Regions from separate parts of the Mus musculus genome. Here region 2 is linked to region 1. A link is a contact called in public Hi-C data. All regions are on one chromosome and are shown on one strand. The core of a region is the stretch at or near the end of the contact, and the rest is flanking DNA. Distances in the headings are between cores, read along the strand shown. Region 1 overlaps 2610307P16Rik (RIKEN cDNA 2610307P16 gene). Region 2 overlaps 2610307P16Rik (RIKEN cDNA 2610307P16 gene).

Evidence for each region. A called contact is a pair of places that touch in the nucleus more often than the background predicts.
Region 2: a contact with region 1 is called in a Hi-C map of muscle stem cells, with 4 times the contacts expected there. The contact joins two enhancer-like sites.

What each region holds. Positions count from the first base shown.
Region 1 is chr13:28,822,073-28,825,984 of GRCm38.p6, forward strand. All of the region lies in intron 2 of 2610307P16Rik (RIKEN cDNA 2610307P16 gene), which reads right to left. Among named protein-coding and RNA genes, the nearest start is that of 2610307P16Rik, 61 kb to the right of the region's middle. Within about 2 kb of position 1,634, at least 29 of the 459 cell types and tissues checked have an H3K27ac peak or open chromatin away from gene starts, as enhancers often do. A contact at or near this core is called in muscle stem cells, where this site is marked.
Region 2 is chr13:28,464,224-28,468,135 of GRCm38.p6, forward strand. All of the region lies in intron 7 of 2610307P16Rik (RIKEN cDNA 2610307P16 gene), which reads right to left. Among named protein-coding and RNA genes, the nearest start is that of Gm40841, 45 kb to the left of the region's middle. Within about 2 kb of position 2,073, at least 3 of the 459 cell types and tissues checked have an H3K27ac peak or open chromatin away from gene starts, as enhancers often do. A contact at or near this core is called in muscle stem cells, where this site is marked.

The DNA of each region.
Region 1 (3,912 bases), core at 384-2,883:
ATGTTCAATTTAACACATGGGCCTCCACCGTATCTACAATGCCTCAGGGTATTCCATGCACCAAGATCCAATACAGAAATTAGATAGATAGACTAGATAGATAGATAGATAGATAGATAGATAGATAGATAGATAGAAAGAAAGAAAGAAAGAAAGAAAGAAAGAAAGAAAGAAAGAAAGAAAGAAAGAAAGATAGATAAGTAAAATCCCACTCTGCCCAGGCTTGGCCAGGCCAATGTAAATAGTAAATAAAAATTGTAAAGATTGTCTTATTAATATGAAATCTGTTCTGAAATGACTAGAGACTCCTTCAGCCTATTCAGGAGGATTTCTCACAAGGCTACAATGTGAAAGATTTGTCCTTGTCCAACACAAACAATGAAGAAACTCAGCCCAGTGCAAAAGCCCCAGGAGATACAATCTGCAATTTAATTAGTGAATAATTGAAGCCATTTAAATACAATTCCAGGCATTTTTTAAAGTAATATTTGAAGAGACATCTGCTGCATCTATGTGTTTAGGCAGAGGACAAGAATGCAGGATCTGAGGAAATGCCCACGGTGATGAACAAGACTGACTGTTGTCGGGGCAAGACCCATAATTTAGAACAAAACTCCGGGAATCCTCCCTGTTGACGCTCGCTCCATGCCCACAAACTCAAGAGATGACACAGGGTAGACAGGTAGACAGACAGGCAGACAGGCAGGCAGGCAGGCAGGCAACACAAAACATTGCTCAGTCTTGTGAGCACAGTGTAAGAGTGTAAAGGGATCTGACTTAAAGTCACAGCACTAAGCTGATAGCCTGGCCCCCTAGCAATGCTTTTTCCTATCAATGCCTCGACTTGTCAGTTTACGAAATGGGAATATGAATGCCTGCCCGATGTGAGCTTCTGATATTAAAAGACAGTCTCTACCATAAAAGGACCGTATGAAAGGTACTAGAAGAAATGGAAATATGGAAGAAATGGAGACAATAGCAAGCTTTCAGTTTGGTGAAATGAAATGTAGAGATGGGAGGTGGTAATGACTCTGGGAGGGTGTGAATTTACTTAATGCCAGTGAACTGAGTTCTTAAAACCAGTTAAGGCGATTAGAGCTGTACAGCGGTTAACACAGCGGTTAACACAGCTGCCCTCCGGCCAGTAAGACGCCAAACTTCATGTCGTGTGCATCGCGTAGTAACTTTTAAAAATGATTTAGGAGGATGATAAAAATCCCTGGTACACCACACGGTAAGCTGAAGAAGCCAGGCACTGGCAACCGAGGAAAGGATACCTGGCACATGGTACTCGCACACTGCCAAAGCACACACCAACTCTAGGACTCTGCCAAGCATCCCCCAAAGAAGCGAAAAGAAAAAAAGAGTCTTGTTTCCCTAACCTTTGTTAACCGTAAACAAAAAGGACTAAAAACTAAAAGTATCTCAGCCAGGCACAGTGACGTATTCCTGTCATCTCAGCCCACCAGAGCCAGGAGCCTCTAGTCTTAGGCTAGCTCAAGCTACAGTGTTAAGTCCTGACTCAGATTAGTATATAAATAAATAAGAGCTGGGGGTGTGGCTCAGTCAGTCCATAGAGTGCTGACTTAGCATGCATAAGGCCCTAGATTCACCCTCTAGCGTCAAATAAGCCAGATGTGGTGACACACGGCTGTTTCCCGGAGGCAGTGACTGGATTATTAGTCAAGGCACTCCTCAGCTATATATAGTTCAAGGCCGGCTTGGGCTACATGAATCCCTGCCTCAACTTAAAAAAAAAAAGCAGTTAACTAATAATTAATTGCTTTAAGGTACCTTTATGTTGGGCATCAAGTCCTCAAACTCCTAGCCTCTGTGCACTTTCAGAAACTCAAATGGTATCTGTGCTGAGTCCCAATTAATATAAACACTTCAGCTAATACCCTGCTTTACTCTTGAAGGTGGTCTGTCTGCAAAAGCACTTTTGCACCATAGCTACAGCAAATGAATGGGTGAAAGATAAGAACCCCATAAAGAAGATCAAGAATTCACGCCCCGAGGCATCCACTTAAGAAAGCTGTGCTGCTCCTGTCTTCCGTGTGACTGGAGCTGTGTTGCGTGGACTGCCACGGGTAAGAAGCAGAAGTAACTCTGGGAATCGGGAGTGTCACGGCTGAGCTCTCTGCTGAGTGACAGGCACCCAAACAGACGCTGTTCCCTACCGTGTCTGGGTGCAGTGTGCCAGTGACTGGATGGGGATGGATGACAAGGACGTCCCTTTTGGATGTCGCTTTATGTGATATACTTTTCTATCCTAAGGGTTTGTCAGAGACATCTAATAACACAATGTGTTGGCCTATCCCCTAAGCCTTAGGTAAAGTAGCTAGGATGTAAGGGAGACAGTTAAGAGTCTAGATAATTGAGGCTTGGCACGAAGAGCCAACACTAATTCCATGGATATTCACCTGTCCAGAGGTTCCATCAGGAGAAGGCTAAGGCAAGGTCAGCTCAGCTCCTTAGCTGCAGGGAAACACACAGTGCTGGGTCTCAGAAGTCACTGGAAACCTCAACAGCTAAATAAAGGAGCCTGGACCAAAACCACATCTGATGCTGGCAACTCAAGTCTAAACTGTCTTTTACCTTTGGAATGTAGATCATCATGGAACAGATTCAAGGATATCAAGTGAGAAAAGACAGGGAAATTTTGTGAAGATTCAAGTACAACACAAGTTAACAGCAAGCACATTTCCTGAGAACCTCTATTATCAAACTAAGGTATTAATAATATTGTAAAATAATAGCCTGATCCAGTTCAAAGTAGGCACTTCACAGCAATGACAAAGACTGGCAAATCCTTCTCCATAAAATCATTAACTGATCACCTTTCAAGTTACTGTTAAATAGATCCATTCATCGTAAAACTCTTATGAAAGTTTCCTAGCTTTATACTTCATTTATGTAAAATCTCCAACTCCAAAAGGCACTGGAAAGGGATCTATAGAAACTGTATGTCAGGGCTGGAGAGATTGCTCAGTGGTTAAGAGCATTGACTGCTCTTCCAGAGTTCTTGAGTTCAATTCCCAGCAACCACATGGTTACTCACAACCATCTGTAATAGGATCCAGTGCCCTCTTCTGGGGTGTCTGAAGACAGTGACAATGTGCTCATATATATAAAACAAACAAACAAAGCAACACTTGACTGTCTATGCTGCTGCTGAGATCTAATCCCACACTCTATCACTGGCCTCCAGCCCAAAGACATTCGTTTGGCTGGGTTAAAATCCCATGTTAACGACTATGATGGTTAATAGTCATCATCAACTTGCTGGATTTTAGAATCACCTAGGAGATCGGTGAGGCAGGCCTCTGGGTGCATCACTGAGGGCAGTTCCAGAAAGGGTTAACCAAGGATGGGCAGCACCACCTGATGGGTGGGGGCTGGACAAAATAAAAATATCTGAAAAGCAGAGGAAAGCAGCTACTGCCTGAATTCCCTGTCTCTCTGCTTCTTGCTTGGCCAGCAAGTAAACAGCTTTCCTCCACCAAAAGCCCCCGTTGCCATGGTCTGCTCTAGTACATGGAACCAAGCAGACTGAACCCTCCAAAGCCACAAGGCAAAATAAACTCTTGCCCTTTTGAGTCGTTACTGTCAGATATTATCATGACAGTGAGAAGACGCTAACTAACCAGTAACTATATGCTCACAAGTTGCAAATGTCTACATTGATCATTCATAGGATTGCCCAGAATTTCAGGAAACACTCCAATGGCCTGGTTCTGAAACTCTTGCCCCAGTTCTCTACACAAAACCTGTAAGGATGCTACCACAGGATAGGAAGGAGCTCAGCAGGCAGAGCACCGCAGCAAAGTATAAGACCCAAGTTCAGACAGTACGACCCTGGGGAAGGCTGCATACTCCCCTCATCCAGTGCCGAGAGGGAAAAGGGAGACA
Region 2 (3,912 bases), core at 823-3,322, 360 kb before region 1:
TATGCAGAGATATGAAGAAAGTGGTATCCACACAAAACCCCATTATGATAAAATTACAAATCATAAAAAATAGTACCCAGTGACACGGAAGCCTTTTCTTCAACACTAGCTCAGGTGATAGCACTGATGGTTTGGCAACCATCCCCATTTGCTACAAACAGCTCCCTTGTGAAGCAGCCGGTATTGGTTCTGTTCTGCATCTTAGGACAGTATTAAAGAATTTATGTGTTCACATGGTAAATGTTCATAATCTGTTATTATTTTATTGTTATTGTTGTTTTCGACAGTATCTTCTTGTAGCCCCAACTGGCCTGGATTCACTGTGTAGACCAGGCTGGCTTCACACTCACGGAAATCTGTTTGCCTTTGCCAATGCCTTTGCTTCCTGAGTACTGGGATTAAAGGCATGTACCACCATACTAGCCCACCCTGTTCAGTATTTAATAAAAAAAGTTTGGGGTCGGGGGAGAAACCATGTGTTCCTAACATCAGTATTAATTTATAGTATTAATGATCCACTGAAATGAGATATCCAAAAATGAATTGCAAAGGCAATGTAGTGTGTGTGTCTGAAAAGCCTTTGATCAAATGCACACACACACACACACACACACACACACACACACACACACACACACAGTCATTCCTTACCTTCATCCTATCAGGTGAAAGGTGGGGTATCCACTGAAATGGTATTTCTCTTTTTATTCAACACACATTCTCATATATACACACAGCATTAGAAAATAAAATCGGTAAAATTCATTAAAATATTTTTCTCAAATATAAGACTCTCTAGCTAAAGAGTAGCTACAGTACTTAGAGTACCAAATGCTGTAAAGGATAAATTAACATTAATATTTCAAGTCTATTCCTGCAAGTCCTGAAACTAAATACCTTTCCTGAAACATGAAGTTCTTTAATTTAGAAGTCGAACTTCATAGGCTGCTGCATCACTTAAACTATTAATTCTAATTAAAAAGAAAAATACAATTATTCCCCCAATACCAACATAGTTTAGATATATTTTAGAAAAGGAAATAAAAACCCACAGACATTTTTCCTCTTGGGGAGCATAGGCATTTATATAACCCACCATGGAATTATATATATGCTAATTACATGCTAATGTAAACATGAAAAAATGTTATATGGAAATTACAAGCTGAACCAAAAACATGCAAATGCTAAAAAAAAAAGTCTACTTGAAAACAATGTCTGCCATCTTGCTTATTCATGTGTAAACATCCAATATGCTCAAGATTTTGACATCTCTATTCATCTTGGGGTTTGGATCAGCTATAAATATATGACCCTTAACTGTGGGATTGATTTGTCAAAAATTTTGGAACCCTTTGCATACGAGTCTATCTTGAGACAAATACAGACACTTTCGTGGTTCTCCATTTTGAGTAATGACTTTCCTGGGACACTCAGAAGCCCTTAACAAAGACTATGTGTGTTATCCAACTCATTGGTTCAGCTGTTCACACTCAAAACTGTTTTTCACAGTAGAGATCACATTTTTTAATCTTCCTTTGTTTGCAGCCATGTTCTCCAGTGTGCTTAAAGGAAGCATTCTGGAAAATTCTGTGGAGCTGGCTCAGCTGGTAAAGTTCCTTCTGTACAGGCATGAGAACCTGAACTCAGATTCCCAACACGTACATAAAATTCAGCTACTGCAGCCTGGATCTGTAACTCCAAGGACTGGGGAAAAGGAGGGATGGAGACAGAGGCAGATCTGTGGCACTTTCTGGCCAGTCAGCCTAACTAAGTTGATGAACCCTAAGTTCAGTGAGACACAAGGTGGAGAAAAAAGAAAGGGGAATTCAGGTGACCTCTGGCCTTTACACAAATACATACATTTATACATGAATAAAAACACATTTACATACCCTCACTCACACTCCTTCTGTGCCTGAAAGAGGCCAAAGGGAGGCTCCATTCTCACATTACTATCCTGACACCTACAAGGAAACTTCTCTAGCCAAAATAGCAGAGGAAGGATATGCAGTGTGTTCAACGGCACAAGTTTCTAGCCTTTTCTCCACAATTCTGTGCCCTCTGGCAATGAACAGGCTTCTGCATCTGGCCAACACATGGCAAAAATGAGGCCAAGTATGGCCAGTGAACATGGCCAAGTTCTTTCATTGACCCAGTAGGACTGCCAACCCACAGTTCCAAATGACAATTCAATTTCCAAATGAAACCATCACTTTTCCAGTAGGTATTAGTATTTGACATGTAGGCATAAACAAAGGTGAATCATTTGTTTAGAGTTCAAATCAACCCAAGTCAAAGAATAACACACGAGAGCTGCAAAAGTGGCTTAGCAAGCCAAGGTGCTCACCACCAAGTCTAATGTTCTGGGGCTGATCCATCCCCTGGGTGCACATGGTAGAAGGAGAGAAGCAACTCCTGTAATATATCCTCTGGCCTCACCATAGACACCAGGGCATGCATACGCACAAACCACAAACGCAACATAAAAACATAGAGGGTATCTATTAAGAGTTGTATCAGTAATGATGGTGGAAATCTAACATAAGGTGTATGGATATGGGCCTGTGATGACAATCTCATTCACACACTCAGGGATGCTGAAATGTAAGGAAAGATAGGATGCTTCAATGGCTTTCAGTAGGGAAACACCAGAGAGATGGTGAGTGCTTAGATGTGTTTACTACTCTTCCAATGGACTCAAGTTTCCAGTTCCAACATTAGGGAAGTCACACCCACCTGACATTGTCCTCTGGACTCCACAAGCACTCACACACCACACACAGTAAGATGTTGATGGTAACTTAGATACATGTATACATTATTAAGTATATTCTCTCCATGCATTTGCTGTCTGGAAGCTTCAACTACCAGAGGCAATGTTGCTGCAGACTCAGACATTCACATGCTCCTCAGTTTCCTTTAGACCATGTAATAGATCTAGAGAAGTCAGGAGGAAGCCAGAAACACTCGCTGGCTAGGGTTTCAACCTAGTTCTTCAGGCTCTCTTTTTCAAGCCATTTTCAGCTCTGTCAAGTTAAGATGGGCTGATTGAGCTGTGTCTGCTACAGGTTTTACATTAGAGTGACAGTTGCTTCTTGCAGCGTCACCAAACAGCTATCTCCTGACACATGTGTATCAACACACATCCACAAACAGGAAGCAACTTATTCCTGGCTGACACACACACAAACACACACACAAATCTACAGTCAGAATGTGAGATTAATAATGCATTTGTAAATACAGTATGCTTTAACTCACATAAGGAGTGTATTAGAAAGGAGTACGTTGTGTATCTGTTAAAGTACCATAAGCAACTCATAAGACACGAATATTGTACTTTCAGAAAACCTCCATAAAGCACATCAGAGATACAAGCTTCCTTAGGCCATCTTCTTTATTTGTTTTGCTCTCTAATAATGAAGAACTTTTCTCATCCTACCAGATTCTTCACTATGTCTTATAAATAAACTACCTTATCCATATAACACACCCCTGGAGCTCAGATGATTGTAAACTGCTTGCTGGACAAGTATGGGGCTCTATGATCAGATTGCCAGCATCTGTGTTAAAAGCCAGGCACCAGAGACCTGGAGAGATGCTTAATGGTGAAGAGCATGTGCTGGACTCAGAGAGGATCTGTATATTGTTGGGCAGGCCACAGTGCCTGTAACTCCAGATCCTGAGAAGCCAGCACCTCTGGCCTGCACAGTCATCTGCATTCACATGTATATACCTCATCACACATAGACACACAAATAACTAAAAATAAAACAACTAGATCATGTCTTCAAAAAGAAAAGAAAGGAGTGAAGCATAAAATATAACACCTATCTCTTTTCTCAGTATTTAGGAAGCACAGTTGGGCAGATGCCTTGAGGCTCACTGGGTAGCAAGCAAGGCAGAAGG